Regions from separate parts of the Capra hircus genome. Here region 2 is linked to region 1. Evidence: chromatin contacts called from public Hi-C data. All regions are on one chromosome and are shown on one strand. Each heading gives the region's core, a stretch centred on a gene start, on an enhancer-like site or on the middle of the called end of the contact. The rest is flanking DNA. Distances are from core to core; before and after follow the strand shown.

What was found. A called contact is a pair of places that touch in the nucleus more often than the background predicts.
Region 2: a contact with region 1 is called in a Hi-C map of blood, with 2.5 times the contacts expected there. The contact joins the enhancer-like site here to the promoter of VPS45 in region 1. A contact is called at or near these places in 2 of 5 Hi-C or Micro-C datasets (both in blood).

What each region holds. Positions count from the first base shown.
Region 1 is chr3:99,606,851-99,609,550 of ARS1.2, forward strand. It overlaps VPS45 (vacuolar protein sorting-associated protein 45), which reads left to right and starts at 1,316. Exons shown (of 15, transcript XM_005677696.3): 1 at 1,316-1,538; 2 at 2,165-2,299. The coding sequence starts at 1,446.
Region 2 is chr3:99,691,170-99,693,869 of ARS1.2, forward strand. All of the region lies in intron 5 of PLEKHO1 (pleckstrin homology domain-containing family O member 1), which reads left to right. Among named protein-coding and RNA genes, the nearest start is that of PLEKHO1, 9.1 kb to the left of the region's middle. Within about 2 kb of position 1,367, at least 2 of the 5 cell types and tissues checked have an H3K27ac peak or open chromatin away from gene starts, as enhancers often do.

The sequences.
Region 1 (2,700 bases), core at 66-2,565:
AGAAAAACTGAAAAGGAAGGAAACTTTAGAGGTGACAAAAACCTATGGTATTTCAAGCGGTTTCTGATCTCCTGTAAAGGATTTGAAAATTGTACACAAAGCTTAATAAAATAAACTTAATAGCCAGATTCATGTTAGCGTGCTCCCGGTGTAGTTTTAACTCTACACTTTACACAATAGAATGAAAGAATGATTTGGTGATGTTGAATGTATTGATTAAACTGTGAGCCCAATAAACACTGGTTACTTTTTTGGTAGAAATATTTACAAGCAATTACAGTCACTGATTTCTTGCAGTTGTTTCTTGTTATGTTCCTGATTTTACAATTCCCCAACGCAAAGGTGCAGAAAACTATTTACCCTCCTTTTTGAAAAACGGCATGATGGAGAGAAGACGCGTAGGGTATAAATACAAAGGCAGACATTTGGAAGCTGATGGCTTTAAGATTCATTCTGTTGTTTAGTTTTTGTCATTTCTTAAATAAAATTTTTGAGTTTTTCCTTAAAATCCCAGCGCTTCTCTGCATTAGCCCAACCAAGTATATGATCCCTACCCATTTTTGACCCTGTTCACTGCTCCTGCCCGCAGTTTCAGCATCACAGGTCCCCGGTGTCCCGGGCGAGTTGAAGCCCACGTAATCTAAAAACCCAGGGCCCCCAAAACTGGGAGGTTTCTGTCTCAGTTGGACGCACAGCCTGCGAGATCCAGCGGCAGACCACAGCTCCAGGCTCTCCTAGGGGATCTGAGACCTCTCCCAGAATATCCTGTTCCTTTTGTTCGTTTGTTCAACAAACGTGTTTGTTGTTCCGATGCCCCTCAGTCTTCGGAAAACCATTTCGGGCCTCACTTTGCAGGGCAGTGTCCTCGCCTTGTTAATGACCCAAAGAAGCCGAGGAAGACGAATCTAGGGCACTGTTTAGCAGATATTACCAAACGCTGTCCCTCCAAGTGCCGTGAATCTGCGGGGAACATAAGGCCTCCTCCCTTCCCTTCATCCTTCACTACCACCCAAGAAAGCGTTAATGGCAAAAAGCTACCACGTCGAAGCTCTGCCGTGCGTGCATCCGAGCCAGCCGTATACCAAGTTCCTCCACACAGCGAGGCGCCACCTTCTCCCCAGGCCGGCAGGAGGGGTGGCAAGCCGCGGCCACGCCTCGAGGCTAAGGACGGGGAGGGGTCTGAGCATCGAGGCTGGAGGTGGATCAGAATCACGTCCGGGATTGGCGGGGTGTCTCTGCTGAATTCGTCCATCCAGTCGGGAGGCTGGGTTCCCCGGACCGCGTAGCGGAACTACAACTCCCGAGACCACTGCTGCCCGGACTTCCGGAAGCCAGAGCTGGCCGGGGAGGAAGTTGCTGAGACCCGGCCAAAAGAACGGGGGTTGATTTAGAAAGAAAAACAGAGGGTGGGAAGAGCTATAGGGCTAACCTGTCAGTTCGCCACCATGAACGTGGTTTTTGCTGTAAAGCAATACATTTCCAAAATGATAGAGGACAGCGGACCTGGCATGAAAGTACTTCTCATGGATAAAGAGACGGTGAGTTTGCTTTTGCTCAGTGTTTTGGGGGGGAACCCTCCTCCCTTGCAATAGCTGGTCCCATTCCAGTGTAGGGTTTAGCATTTAATTAAAGATTTGTAAGTTTAGTATGGAACTGAAAGGCTTTATAAAGCTTGCCTAGATGGTTTTCACTCTGAATGATTCTAACCACTGCCAGAGAGTCTTCTTGTACCCAAAACGATTGAAATCAGAAATCTTTTTCTAAATGCCTGTGCCAAGAAATGATGTATAAGACAGACCACTGGGAAGACTTTGGGATTGCCCTGTTGTTTCCACTCAGCGTTGTGTTTTTAAAGTAAAGCTATTAAAGCTCACACTGAGATGACAGGTTATTATTTATCAGTCACGAAATTTAAAAAAAAAAACTCTTTGGTGGTGTGAAAATTTTTGTCAATTTATGGTTTGTCCGTGTTCAGAGAGAGCATTTCATTTTGGTACATTACTTACTATTTTAGATGCTCAGTAAATGTTATTACATATGCTAGTATTTAAGTTATCCCAGTAAGTAGTATTAATGAAAAAAAAATTTTTTTAAGTCTTAGGTATTGCTGCTTGTTTTTATTATTCTGGACTCGCATAAAATTAGTTAATTTTTTTCTTTACAGACTGGCATAGTGAGTATGGTATACACACAATCAGAAATTCTCCAGAAGGAAGTGTACCTTTTTGAACGCATTGATTCTCAAAATCGAGAGATCATGAAACATCTGAAAGCGATTTGTTTTCTTCGCCCTACCAAGGTACTACATAAACAGCTGCCATCTGCTTAGGCAAATACAGCACACTATGATCCAGAAGTGTTATGAAGACAAAATAAATTTCTGTTATCATTGTTTGTGGCATCATAATTATACTGGCTTCTCAGTTATAACCATGACTTTCCCACTTTCCATATCTCAGTCACTTCTCACAGCTAGATTTCCTTCAAGATGTTTTGTAGGTTCTCAGCTACTTGCAATGCTGCTAACTGCCCTGAGACCCACATCTCCTTAACTGAATGAAACTCCACACCTATCACACTGAACACCATTACCATTTAATGTTACATACTTATGTCAGTGTTTTGAGTCTTTATCATTTTATTCATATCGATGTTCAGGAATCTTTAATGGCTTAATTTTACTTCCCTGACGTATTTAGT
Region 2 (2,700 bases), core at 117-2,616, 84 kb after region 1:
AGGAATGTGAGAAATAGAAAAGATGAATACTACGAGGCAATGTAAGCTGATGTCTGGTGGCTAGTTATCCTGATAGGTAAGAGCATTACGTATTGCAGGCATTTAGAGGAACAAGGATTTTCTTTCACTTGTCCGAGCTCAAAGTCTCTAGGGAATGAGGCACTCAGGTATAGTAGAAAGAGTGAGGGCTTTGCAATCAGACAAAGCTGGGTTGGAATCAGCTTTGCTGAAGCTGCCCACCTCCAGCTGTAAAGTGGGGCCATAATCGTGCCCGGGTGAAGGGCCACTGTGAGGAATGATTGAAATAACATATGTATCAATACATGTGAGGTGTTGAATAATTTAAGTATTTTTTTATCTTTTAAAAAATTACAGTATTTTACCCTGCAAAAAATTACAGTATTCTGGAAATAGAACAAGTTTTATTTAAAGGCAAGGTGTTCTGAGGTCCAAATAGCAGAGGGGTTTGAAGTGTGTGGCTCAGAGGATACAGAAGAAAAGAAAAGTTGCCCTGCCATGCCAGGCATCCTATGTGTGTCAGACCCAGTTGATGCTGCGAGTCCACAACACGGAAGGAGAAGACACTGTTCGGGAAGCTCGTGGTCAAGTGGAAAATATGGGCAACAAGAGAAATTACTTTAAATCACAGAAAAATGAAAGAATTATGTTTAAATCACCATCAAAGGCTTCTCATTCAGGGAAGGCACGTTGAGGAGTGAAATGACCACAGCTTGCTTCTCTTTCAGGCAGTCAGTCCTGAAATGCTCATGGATGACAATCTACCCACTTCCTTCCCGTCCTCTCCCTCCCCAGGCTTCAACCTCTACCTCAGATGGGATGCTGACCTTGGACCTGATCCAGGAGGAAGACCCTTCCCCTGAGGAGCCAACCTCCTGTGCTGAGAGCTTCCGGGTCGACCTGGATAAGTCTGTGGCCCAGCTAGCAGGCAGCCGGCGGAGAGCAGACTCAGACCGTATCCAGCCCTCCTCGGACCGGGCAAGCGGCCTTCCCCGACTTTGGGAAAAGCCAGACAAGGGGGCCACCTACACCCCACAGGCACCCAAGAAGTTGACCGCCACAGAAAAAAGCCGTTGTGCCTCCCTGGAGGAGATCTTGTCTCAGCGGGACGCTGCGCCAGCCCACACCCTCCAACGACGGTCCGAGGACGCCCCAACCCCCATCCCACACCCCCCGGGGCAGCTGTCCCGAATCCAGGACCTGGTAGCCAGGAAACTGGAGAAGACTCAGGAGCTGCTGGCAGAGGTTCAGGGACTGGGAGACGGGAAGCGAAAGGCCAAGGAGCCCCCTCGGTCTCCTCCCGATTCTGAGTCAGAGCAGCTGTTGCTGGAGACAGAGCGGCTGCTGGGAGAGGCATCGTCGAATTGGAGCCAGGCGAAGAGGGTGCTGCAGGAGGTCAGGGAGCTGAGGGACCTGTACAGACAGATGGACCTGCAGACCCCCGACTCCCACCTCAGACAGACCACCCAGCACAGTCAGTACCGGAAGAGCCTGATGTGAAGGCCGGTGCCAGAGTCTGGAACTCATGGGGGTGGACAGATTCTTATCTCCAAGTGTTGCAGGATAAAAGCTTTTTTATTTACCTCAGTCAAAAAAGAAAACAAAAACAGAATCGAATTCGTTGCTCTTGCTGCTGCCTGACCCTCCTACCGCCCTTATTTCCCAACCTCCTTTCCTTCCTTCCCCGCCGTCTGTCTCTGAGCCCTAAACTGCCTCAGGTGTGAGGAGCAGGTGACCCCTACAGCAATATTAAGAAGCTTTCACCTGGATGAAGAGAGGGTCATGAAGGCTCAGTTTGACCATTTGACCCACACACACCCTCTGAGGTGTGGTGAGGAATAACCTGCTGCTCCCAACCATGTGTTTGGGCTCCTAAATTTAGAGGGGGAGGGGGCCTCTCATGTCCCATTCCAAGTTTTCAATCTGAGGGTGAAATTTCAGCTGCTCAACTCTAGAGATGAGGGAGCCATGCCACCTGTCCACGCACACAGAAGTGAAGTTTATCCCAGCCCCAAGGAAGATTTGTGCAATTAAAATCCTCCCTGACCCTGGCCCTGGCTTCTCATGCCTATCAGCCTCTGATTGAGATCAAGCTGCCCAGCTTTCTTAATATGAGGTGTTTCTTCCCTTCATCTCTCACACCCTTCTCAATTCAGAGATACAACCCTGGACGGAGGGGACGGGTTTGGATTTGGCTAGGGGCGCCTAGCACAGGAGAAGCAGGAACAGTCAACCCGACAGAAAACCAAACTAAGAAAGAAACTGACTTGTGATGCATAGGATGGAGGGGAAAACCAAATATGTGCCCGGGTTCCTCTTTCGGCCAAGCTCGGGTTTCCTGTAGCCTCTCCCTCTCCTTCCTCAAACCTCACTTCCAATACTAATCAAGCCCCAGCTTTAGAAAAACATCTTTTTCACTCACACCACCATCCTCCCAACCACCTGTAGAGTTGCCAGGCTCCCCTGCATCCTTGGCTGTGGGGAGCCTTTTTGATTGCTTCTTTCCTCTGAAGTTTCTAAGATCAAGTTAATAACAGTGATAGTGTCAAGAGATGAGTCATAAAGGCAAGATATGAATGATTTTTGGAAAGAAGGGACAGATAGCCCCCTGAATCAAACGAAGGGTTAAAAAAAAACTTTAAAGTACAGTTGACACTTGAAAAATACAAGGGTTAATCTACC